Linked DNA regions of Mus musculus: region 2 is linked to region 1. Evidence: chromatin contacts called from public Micro-C data. All regions are on one chromosome and are shown on one strand. The core of a region is the stretch at or near the end of the contact, and the rest is flanking DNA. Distances in the headings are between cores, read along the strand shown.

Region 1 (5,624 bases), core at 1,762-4,261:
GATGAAAAAGAAAATATGGCTATAATGGGCATTTTAGTGTTTGAGGCCTAGCAACCAGTGTGGTTCTTACCACACATTTGGGTACTTTTTCCAAAATGAACATAGGCCAAAATATTGCAATTGCCGACCAAAAATTTAAAAAAGACTCCATTCATATTAGATAGGTAGTATTTAGTTTCATATTTTTGAAATATATTCTGGCCAAAGGCAGCATTTTAAATCAGGTTCATATGTGTGTGTGTGTATATGTATGTATGTATGTATATATATATATATACATATATATATATATATACTAATATTTTGCATAGTATGTCTTAAACACCATCCTTGGAAAATCCAAAAATCTGTGTACACACACACACACACACACACACACACACCAATGTAAAAGCCCAAACCTCTGGAGTCAGGCTTTTTTTCCATGCTTGCTCATATAGAGGAAGGGCCATTTTTACATAAGGCGGCTCCCTGGCCTTCAGCTGATGGGGTCAGAGCAACTTGCCTATGCATTTTACTGCAACAATAACTGATTCTCTCAACAGATGTTAAAAGTCTTGCAAATAATTCTTGCATGACTTTACCCAGGTGCACATGAGCAATCTTTGCATATATTTTCCATGTGGTAGATTTCACTCCATTTGAACACTGCACAAAATTCTTTATATAGTAATTTTTAGTTATGAAATGCTGATTTAAAAAATCATAGACATTTATAGCATCTCTGTATCAGAGACTATCATAATTTCTTCTGTACCATGCTCAGCATATATATCTCACACTGAAAAAAAAAAAAATAGATGCTGGTTGGCTGACAACCAGAACAGCCTGGCTTACCATCCTGAATTACCTATTTCTCCCCAGAGTGGAAATCTCCTTTCATTCAATAGCTCGGGGCCTTTGCCAGGAGTCCAGATATGTCATCCTGACAGGAAAGACAAGGTGTATTGGCTTTTGGAACACATCTGTGAACATCTGGGCCTTTTCTGTGGTTTCCCATTAAAGCAGCAAGCAGCAGGGGCTGCTCTCAAGACTTGATTGCTTCCTCAGAAGCACAAATGTCCCCCTAGGTGAATTCCCTGGAGGAGGCAGGCCAGGGTTAGTGCCCTCTGGAGAGAGGGGGTGTCTTGTCAGAACTTGTTGAAATTTTTCCCCCTGGGAGGAAATCTCAAGAGGGAAAACTCCTGTCACTTTGCTTTCGGTTATATTAAAGAGCAAAAGACCGGCTTTGTGTGAATTTGGGGGCACATTCTTCATTTGGCTCCATCTTTCCTTAGTCATTTGTTTTTAAAACCTGGGAAATATCATGTCCTTCCTTTGGCTGTGGGTTAGCTGTTCTCTAAGTCTGCAAAGAAAATACAGCCAGTGCTTACAGCTTCCCTGGGTATCTTCCAGAAAAATCTTAACAGCCTCCCCTTGGCTTCTCCCTCTCCTGTTTTCTTGTAAAGACCAGATATATTCATTCTTTCATATTCACATTCTCTCATGTTCACATTCTCTCTCGCTCACTTGCGTGCTCTCTCTCTCTCTCTCTCTCTCTCTCTCTCTCAATGGTTTAATTTTAACTGTCAGCAGGTTATACGTTTTATGCAGATGTTCCACATTTAAGATGGGTATTGAAGCCCTGGATGCTTCCAAGCGGTACCAAATGATAACAGTTCCCTCTCTTTGCCACAGGAGAGAAAGCCATTCATACATGTAAGTTCATATTTACACTGTGACAGGCAGCCTAAGGTGCAGACACACTTACTAATTGGGTCTGACTCCATCAAAAGCCATAGATTCTAAATATCAGGAAGAAAGCATCTCAAAAGGCTATACTGAGCTGCGCATGAGGGGGAAACACCATGTACAACATTCACCAATTTCACTTTTATAAGTATACAGGTGATTTTTAAAAAATTTGTCAACATTACAGATGATGTAATGCCTAGCAGTGCATATTTTTACATACACTACTGCGAGGAACATGTAGTGTCCAGGGGACGAGGGGGATGCAGACAGACGCATCTTTCCCACAGCCTTCAAGGATAAACTGTAGCAGAATTAAAGCGGAGGCTTTAAGGCTCAAGAGTGCAGAACCTGAGGGCTACTGTCTTAATTGACCCCTGCACCTGCCTACGCTCCTAACGCCATGTCCTTTTCTGGTTATGATATTCAAAGTGGCAATGATCATCTCCCTTCTCTTCTTCCCAAACCTGCCTGGCTCTGATGAGGTAGCTGTCTAGCTCTGGAGTTAGGCTTTGAGCTGGCACTTGGCTAGCTAGCTAGGTAGGCTGCTTCCAACGATTGCAGAGCGATGCCTCCCCGGCCTCCTATCAGTATCGCCTAACCTCTCCAAAGCAATGCAAATATATTTTTTAAATAAATAAATAAACGCATGCACGAACATTCCAACCCGGATAGGAAAGGAAAGGGAAAAGACTTCACCCATGCATTCAACCCCCTACACCGCACCCATCCCCCGGGCCCCTTCCCAGACAGGAATCAGCACAGACCGCAAGGCTCACCATTCGCGAAGCTCTGGAACAAGGAGAGAGCCAGTATCCACATGCCCCTGCTGCTGCCCGGCCTCCCGCGAGCCAGCGAGCCAGCGAGCGAGCCACGCGCCGGCCTCGCCCCCCGCGCTGCGCTGCGCTCCGCCGCGCCCGGCCCGGCTCCGCTTGCTGCCCGCCACCTGCCCGGGGGCCGCCCAGCCGCCCAGCCGCGCTCCCCGCTTGCTGCGCCCCCGCACACCTGCTCCCGGGCGCCGCGCCCCGCGCCGCGGACACAGCCCAGGTGCGCCGTGCGCTCGGCTCGGCTCAGCGGGCCGCGGGCAGCCAGGCGCGGGCGCACAGCCGCAGCCGCGGGCGCGAGCTCATGCCGGGCGCCCCCCGATGCGCAGCGCGGCCAGGCGGCGGCCTCCCGGGCGCCGGCCTCACCCTCCGCAGCCAGGCAGCAGGCGCGCGGCCAGGCTCATCCTGCTGCGGCGGCCTCGGGCGCCGGGTCCCCTGTGCTGCCCTTCCCTGCCTGAGCCCGGCGGGCCGCGCGCGGAGGCGAGCGGGGACCCCTCCCCTGCTCTGGCCGCTGGGGCGCTCTGCAGTCTTAAAGCAGCAGCAGAGGAGTGCGGCGGATCACGCAGTCGGCGGGACCCAGGGCTCAGAGGCTCAGAGGCTCAGAGACGCGTCCCCACACAGCCCATCGTGTGTAGCTCTGTTCTTGCAGGTTGTTAATGAGATGCGGCCGGGGGCTGACCACTCCGGAAGGGTGCCAGCTAGGCAGAGGTGACCGCGAGGCGTTAGCAGTTTTGATGCGATGTGCAGCAGGATTCGGAGTCCGTATTGACTCCCTGAAAAGTCTAGTCCATCTGCCTAGAGGGAAATGCTGCCTTGGAGTCCTCGCGGCTCCTGGGAAGAGCTCTCTGACTTCACTGGCTGATTTTTAATTATCTTTAATACATACTAGGGTGCAAACATGAGCGATTCTAATTTTGGTCTCTGAGTGGTGTATAAAAACTGATTAAAATAGCTGATAGTGCGTATTGAGTCCCAACATGCAACCCCTTTCTTGGCACAGCAGACCATGGCCTAAATGGGTCTCCAGAAAGATCTTGAAGTAATGATACTATTTCAACAAAGGCCCTTCAAAAAGCACATATCCGTATCTGGCACTTTACAAAATAATGACCCACAGAGTCAGAATGTGCCCTGATTTAAAGTCTAACATTGAATGCACACGGCCAGGACTATGGACTGGGAAAGCTTTGAGGGAAGGCAAGAGAGGACCATTTCATGGGAAATGGAGATAGTTTCGCAGACTATCAGGCATCTTCTGCCTGAACTACATGTGCACTTACAGATTAGGCACCCCTAAAACGGCTCACAGAATAGCCCAGAAAAGCAAATGTTGAGGCAGAAATAAAATGGTGCTTTACCAGGGCTGGGCACAAGATGGCCAGGCCCTGTGTTAGGAAGGGTCAGCTGAGCCCTGACGCCGCACTGGCTGCCATTGCTCTGCAGCTGTAGGTGGTCACGTGCTGCCGCCCACTCAGGCTGCGCCTCCAGCTCTGCCAGCTACACACGAACCCCAGTGTCCTCTGCCTTTGCATGCAAAGGGTGTTTCTTCACTCCCTGTTCCTCAAAGCTGTGCTCCCTGGCAGGCAGTGGGCCTGATTTCCCTCCCTGCATTCCTGTTCTTTTAGGGCACAATTCTTCAGGTACTCCAACCATCTTAAGGCTCAGCTGGGGCTTGGTAGCCAAGCACTCAAGACAAAGCTGAGGCAGACAGCTTGGAGTCAAACCACTACCTCCACTTACCAGTTCTAAGCATACGTGTGCGTCTCATGAGTGTTCCTGCCCTGGCATACAGAATGAAATCATCAGCACTTCTAACTATAATGGTTGCGGTGTTCTGCAGCCTAGGCCTAGTGCCTGGTTACCATGGCCAGTGGTGGCTAAGGTTCTATATAGCTAGGCTAGCTATATAAATTTGGGGATCTGGTATAAAGAAAAATAAAGGGCTCCTTTTGCAAAAAGAAGGAAATACACCATTTAAAATATCCTAGTAGAAAATGTGTCCTTTCCTTTGCAGCCTTTTCTGTCTCTTCCATGGTATCTGTCACTCTCTGTTTACTGTCTCACTCTGTTGGGAATAGTTAGGAAGGGCACAGCTGCACACAGATGCCAAGCTGTTACAAAGTAACCCATGGCCACACAAGTGGCCCACATCTGCTGCCTTGCTTCCCTGTCTTCCGCCTGGCTCCTGTACTAGGCATAGCCATGATGGGGAATGGGAAATGCTTTCCCATTCCTTAGGGATTACAGTTCCAAGGTATCAGGAGATACCCAAGTGATTACACATCTACACTGGAAAGCTGTCCCCAGTGTCTGGTTCATTGTGGGCCAGAGGCATAAATGGCTTGTAGGACATGCATGACAATGCCACTCTGGAGTAGGACAGTCAATGCCAAGCCCCACTCTGGGTGCTTCACTAAATGATCCAGTTACATCCAGATCTCCATCAAGGACAGCGAGGAATGGTGGGAAACAGACCACCCACTGAAAAGAACACAACCCACAGAAGGTGATAGACCCATAATGATAGAGACTGGTCAAGACCTGGAGATTGTGTAAGGGAGTTGGGGGGTGGTGGTGTTGTGTTCATATTTTTCGTTTTTCATACTTCTGTCTTGCTATGATAAAAAAAGAAAGAAAGAAAGAAACTCAAAGAGGAAAATGGCTTATTTCAGTTCACAGTTCAGGGAACACAGTCTGACCTTGCAGGGAAGTCACAGTACAGAAGCAGATCACACTGCACTTGCTGCAGTCAAGAAGTAGAGAGTGCTGAGTGACTATACTCAGCCCACTTCCTTTTTATACAAGCTGGGTTCCTAGCCTAGGAAATGATGGCACCCATAGTATTCCTTCTTCCCACCTTAACCTAATCAAGGTGCTCTTCCACAGCACTGCCAGGTGCCCACCTCTCAGGTGACAATTGAGGTTAACCTTCACAGAGGAGCAGCCCAGAGCCCTGCCAAAGAGGAGCTTATGGACATTGCCATGATTGTTAATTGCTGTAGGAGGGCCCAGACCACTGTGGGCAGCACCATCCTTAGGCAGGTGCCCCTGAGTTGTGTAAGAAAGCTA
Region 2 (5,624 bases), core at 1,227-3,726, 190 kb after region 1:
TCTAATCCCAAGGCATCAGGCAAAGGGGATTGGGCTAGAGTGAGCTTTCAAAACCTCAAAGCCATCGACAAACCTCATCCAACAGACCACACCTCCCAATCCTACCCAACAATTTGGAAACAAGTATTCAAACATATGAGCCTATGGGGTCCAGACTCATTCAAACCACCAGAGGAGCTGTCCACTTTTCTTTTTATTATTTGAGATAGATCTTTCACTGGAACCTAGAACTTGACAATTAGATGAGAATAGCTGGCTAGTGAGCCCCAGGGATTGCCTCTCTCTGCCCTCCAGGTTGCTGGGATTACAGGGAAGCGCTGTCATGCCTGGGTTTATAAATGGGTGCTTGGGATTAAACTCAGGTTTTCATGTTTGCACAGTCAGCACTTTACTAATTGGACCCAGGTGTGTTTTTATTTTAATTGTTAATGTTTCTCATTTTGGAGTCATAGTTTGTTAAATACAGATCAACATACTGAGGCCCTCAGTCACTTGTAAGAGTGTAGCTGGGTCCTGGAATCAGAAGTTGGAGAAGTCATGGTGTGAGAAGAGCTCCAGTGAGCAGAGCCAGCTATCTCCAGGGGGTGCCACTGAGGCACCCCATGTCAGGAAGTGTTGTGAATGCAATGAGGCAGGAGAATGCTAAGGCCACACAGAGTGAAGACAAGGAATCTGGTGCTACCACTTCAGGGCCCGACCAGTACTTTATTGACAAGATGGCCCTACCACTCATTAAAACGGCATGTGCTCTTGATCCTGTCTCTATGCAGTTGTTTATACACCTCCCTTTTGCCAGGGAAAGCTTGGAATAGCCATGCTACATGAAATAGAGATTTTCAAATAAAAACACTAACTAGATCCGAGTTTTACAGATTTCCCCTGTGTTTATTTTTTAACCTTAGAGAGCACAAATGTCTTTAATATTGACCTTATACCTTATACATCCTGTAGCACCTGAGTTGATGTCCTCGATAAATTCCATGTGCTTCCAAAAGGATGCTGTCATTCTGAGAGCTGTCTGGGTGGTCCCCAACCCCTCAAGACTGAACACCAGGGTTTGTAAATAACTACCTCTTTTTAAATTGTCCTTTCCTTACAATCTTGAATTTAAATGTGAATATATGAATGTAAGAGCTCGCGATAACTATGCAGATTTATGGGCAATAACAATTTAGGTTCTATCCTGGAATTCAATCAGGCCTGCCTTCGTGTGACTGGGGATTCCTTGAAGCTTGGATAGAGTTAAGAGGGGGGAAAAGTGCAACCTGTAACCAAAACCATTTAGAAAGTAGAACAGCTGAAGATCTGGGACAGAAAGGTCCCTGGTAGAGCAAGAAAGGATTCTGACATTGGAAAGGAGGGAACAAGCATGGACACTTGTATCTGGAAGTTCCGGTTAAGGATTAGGGACGCTTGATTTCTACTTTCCATTGTTTGAAGATGGTCTTGTTTGTTTTTTTTAAAAAAAAAAAAAGCCAACATAATTCAGCTGGAGGAGACACAAAGATTTCTCCTATTCCTTGATTCAGCAAAAAATCGATGAGTTTAGCTGCTGTAATTGTCCCCCCTGCGTTCAGTACCTGAAATAAAATAGCCCTCTGAATGCATTTCTGCGGCTTCGGTGTCTGGCTAAACAAGTATTAATTAGATAATCTGCGGAGAGCTGGTGGGAGGATGAAAGAGGGGGAAGGCTGGATGGCAGCCTCATTTGGGACCCTGATAGTAATTCACTATCTTGGTGGACTGACTGAATCCCTGGGAGATTGAGCTCAGCTCCTAGCGGAATTGGATCTGCATTAAGGACAAGAGGAAAGCCAGGAAGACCAGGCCCAAATCTACCTCCTCAAGCTGTGGTTTTGGGTTCAGGGGAGGGTAAGCAGGAAGGAGCAATAACCCAGATCCCTTCTCAGAAATTCAAAATCTGCTCACCTGCTTCCCCTATCCCTGGGGCTCTCAGCGCCCCCAGCCTCCATTCATACTTCAAATCCTTTCTCAGAGAACCAGCTAACTCCTAAGGAGCTGGAAGGGGAGAACCACGCGTGGGAGAAGCTCCGAGAGGCAGCCAGACCCTGTTGGAGTGCGCTTGGCAAGCGGAGAGGTGCACTCTTTCACAGTTGCCTGCCCCGCGCTCTGAGCCTTAAGTCCTAAGGGCACTTCTGCCTCTGCAGGGACAGTGGACCCCCGGGGGTTCCTTGAGCGCAGGACCAGAAAGCCAGTTTGCGCTTTAGCTGCCCCTTTAAGGGTTCCCGAAACTTTCCAGCAGCTCTAAGCTGAGCCTCGTCATATCCGTTAGCCGTGGCCTCCCGGGCACGTTCCGGGGAAATTTTGCACTCCAGTTTCCCGGGGAAGAGGCGCGACCCGCGCCCATCCTTGACCTTGGCCACGGAGGAGGGGCAGGGCCTGCGGGGAGGCGGCCGCCAGAGGGGGCAGCGACTGAGAACTTGTTCAACTCTGCACCGCCTTCTCCAGCCTCCTCCCTGTCCGCCCCGCCCCGGCCGGCTAAGGACCGCAGAACCGCGCTCGCAGACTCGCCGAGCCCCCGCTGCGGGGATGGGCGCGCTGCTTCGAGCACTCTTGCTCCCGGTGCTGGCGCAGTGGCTCTTGAGTGCGGTCCCCGCGCTGGCCCCCGCGCCCTTCACGCTGCCCCTCCAAGTGGCCCGGGCCACGAACCACAGAGCCTCGGCTGTTCCCGGACTCGGGACCCCCGAGTTGCCCCGGGCCGATGGTCTGGCCCTCGCACTGGAGCCTGTCAGGGCTACTGCCAACTTCTTGGCTATGGTGGACAACCTTCAGGGGGACTCTGGCCGCGGCTACTACCTAGAGATGCTGATCGGGACCCCTCCGCAGAAGGTAGGGTTGGGGGCGGTAGTTTCTGTGAATTGACTCCACGCGATTTAATGCCGTCCCTAAGGCAGTAGCTTTCACTGGGAAGAAGGGTCAGGGAGATGCATGGGTTGGGTGAGGAGTGGAGGCGCGCGCTAGGGACGCACCAGGGAGCGCAGCCTCTGCCGGAGCACAGCTCAGGGGGTGTGAGCAAATGTTTCAGAACTTGGTGGCCCTCCCCCACCCCGTGGAGCTTGACAGCTGAAGGAACCTGTAACATGCTTCGGGCCCAGGAGCGACGCCTCCTTCCAGCAAGAGCGGTACCTACTGAGTGGGTGGTGGGTGGGGTCTTGGAAAAAGGTGCTGTTAGGTGCAGGGAAATCACTGGAGTTGATACCATCTCTATGCTGTCTCATTGCTAAAAAGACTCTTGGACAGCATCCAAGGCGCAGTACCCTTTAAAAGAGATTTCTCCATGAGCTCAGCTAAAAGACACCCGGTTCCAAAGTGTCTCTTTGCAGGGCAGAGCCAGCCGTCTTCCTTCCTCGGAGTTTGTTTGCTGGCTTCCTCATAGCTGTCCGGCTGCCCAGCCTCTGGGAGCCGTGCACCCGCCAAGGCATGCATCCTGCGGGGGTTGGAGAATGTGAATGCCATTAGCTGCTGGGGAACACCAAGCGCGTAGCGAGTCAAAGATAAAACAAACGCAGTCCAAACAGCTTTCTTCCCCGCCTTGTGCCGATGTTCATTTAACACTTCGAGTGACAGGGAACACCGGCTCCCAAGCACGGAATCTGGCAAGGGAAACAAAAGCCTCACAGAAGTGATCCGACCCTCTCCAATTCGAATTCAAGTTGTCTCATAAGTTGAACGCACCGTATGAAGACACTTTATTTTTAACATCGTCGTTGGGGGTTGTCATGCTGATGTGATTACCCATAAATAGAACATGCTCATGACTTTTGTATAATTCTAATTAAATTATTCAAGACTTTAAGAGGATGAGCCATGCTAATTTTTAAAAAGAGAAACTGCAGAGTAACTTCTGTGGTTGTTTAGACCTTCAAGAGTGTTTTACTCAAAACGTTAGTTGTGGTTGCTGTACAGGGTCCTTGTGTGCGCAGTCCAGAAGTGGCTGCAGGGCAGACTGAAGGGGGGTGGGGTGGGTGGCAGTGTCAGCTGAGGAGGCTTAGGGTCCCCTGAGCAGTCTGACCACCATGTGAGCATGATCTCAGGGCAGAGGGAATCCTGTGAACTGCCGTTGGCAGGACTGCATAGAACAGGAGGGACCTGCCTCTTTCTTTTATACACAGGCCTCAACTGAGTCCTCATGTGTTAAGGAAAAGGAAACCAGGAAGAAAAAAAAAAACTTTAAAGAGGAGGAGAAGACTTCTCTTACAAAGCTCTCCCTTGCTTTGCCTTTGTTGATAATTCAATGACCTTTACTTTAAACTCAGTGATGAAATTTAATTAATTTAATTACCCAGGATGTAACGAGCACCCAGGTTTGTATCCTTAGCACAGCCAAGGAAGTACTTCCTCTGAGGTTATTTCTCAGCTAGACTATAGCATGCTTCTAAGCAAGGCTGGTTTGTGACAGACAAGTACCATTTCTGCATATCATTCCACAGGAGTGAACCATTCTGTATTGTTGCCCTGGTATGATGAAGGGACAAATTGCTTCACAGCAAAATCTGTGCATCAGGTGCTTCCATTGTAAAAGCTGGGTGTTGGCAACCTGGTTTGGCTCTGTAGTGTCTCTGATGCCAGCAGGGGTTTGCAGATGCCTAGAGAGAGCAGTAGGGAGGTGACCTCTGAACCCCAAAGACAGTTCCTGCTATAGTAGTGGGCACAGGGTCATTCATGGAATTGAATTTTTGCTCTCTGGAACCCCAGGTAAAATTGCTTACAGAAAGGGAGGGAAGCAATAAATTAACAAGACTTTTTCAGATGTTAATAACCATAATGTCTTCAGCCTCCATTTGTGATGAACACCTTGACAGTTCTGGTCTCTCTTACAACCACCCTCTCATATCTTAACCAATGTGTGTGTGTGTGTGTGTGTGTGTGTGTGTGTGTGTGTGTGTGTGTTTCTGTAGAGGTATGTATGCACGTTTGTGTATGTACAGGTATGGGCATATGTGTGTGCCTGCCTGTGGAAGTCACAAGCTTGGGTATTATTCCTCAGGAGGCTATTCACCTTGATTTTTAGATGGGCTCTTGGTGGGACCGTCCTCTTTCTGACTGGTGTTTGGTGCAAATATTCACCACAAGCCCAGCTTTTGTGCTAGTATTGCTATGTGACTTGAGGGTGTCAGGGGTGAAGTTTGGAAACATTGAGTGACTTGCTAGTGCAATGGGGTAATAAAGAGGGAGGGTAGGAAATGGAGCCCAGGTCAATAGGCTGAAGAAGCTAGGCTTTGAACCACAGGCAGATGATGCTCATTCCTGCATGTTTCTGGTCTGCTTTTCCTTGGTTTGTGCTACACTGTATCCTTACTAGGCAGTGGCTCCTGACCAGTGCTGGGATGTTAGGGACTGCATGTCTGACAGTACCAAAAGTCTCTCCCATACCCCATCACCCTTTCTCCCCGTCCTTGAGGCCATGCTTTAGGGCTATCTTAAGGAGTAGTTGGATGCAGGAAAGTCCTTGAGTGAAAGGATGCTAGATGCGAGTCTGGGTGTAAATCAAAAGAGTCCTGCTATCCTATGGGAAAGCCAGCCATTGGAAGTATGCTTACCCCTGTGTGATTTCATTAAGAACTGGGATCCATTGTCCTGCCTACGGACTCTGTGAGGAGTCA

Evidence for each region. A called contact is a pair of places that touch in the nucleus more often than the background predicts.
Region 2: a Micro-C map of embryonic stem cells shows a contact between it and region 1, with 2.2 times the contacts expected there. The contact joins the promoter of Bace2 here to the promoter of Dscam in region 1. A contact is called at or near these places in 3 of 39 promoter capture datasets (embryonic stem cells, hippocampal neurons and stem cell-derived epiblast-like cells) and 1 of 484 Hi-C or Micro-C datasets (embryonic stem cells).

The regions. Positions count from the first base shown.
Region 1 is chr16:97,167,724-97,173,347 of GRCm38.p6, forward strand. It overlaps Dscam (DS cell adhesion molecule), which reads right to left and starts at 3,012. Exons shown (of 33, transcript NM_031174.4): 1 at 2,511-3,012. The coding sequence starts at 2,553.
Region 2 is chr16:97,354,252-97,359,875 of GRCm38.p6, forward strand. It overlaps Bace2 (beta-site APP-cleaving enzyme 2), which reads left to right and starts at 2,477. Exons shown (of 9, transcript NM_019517.5): 1 at 2,477-2,850. The coding sequence starts at 2,551.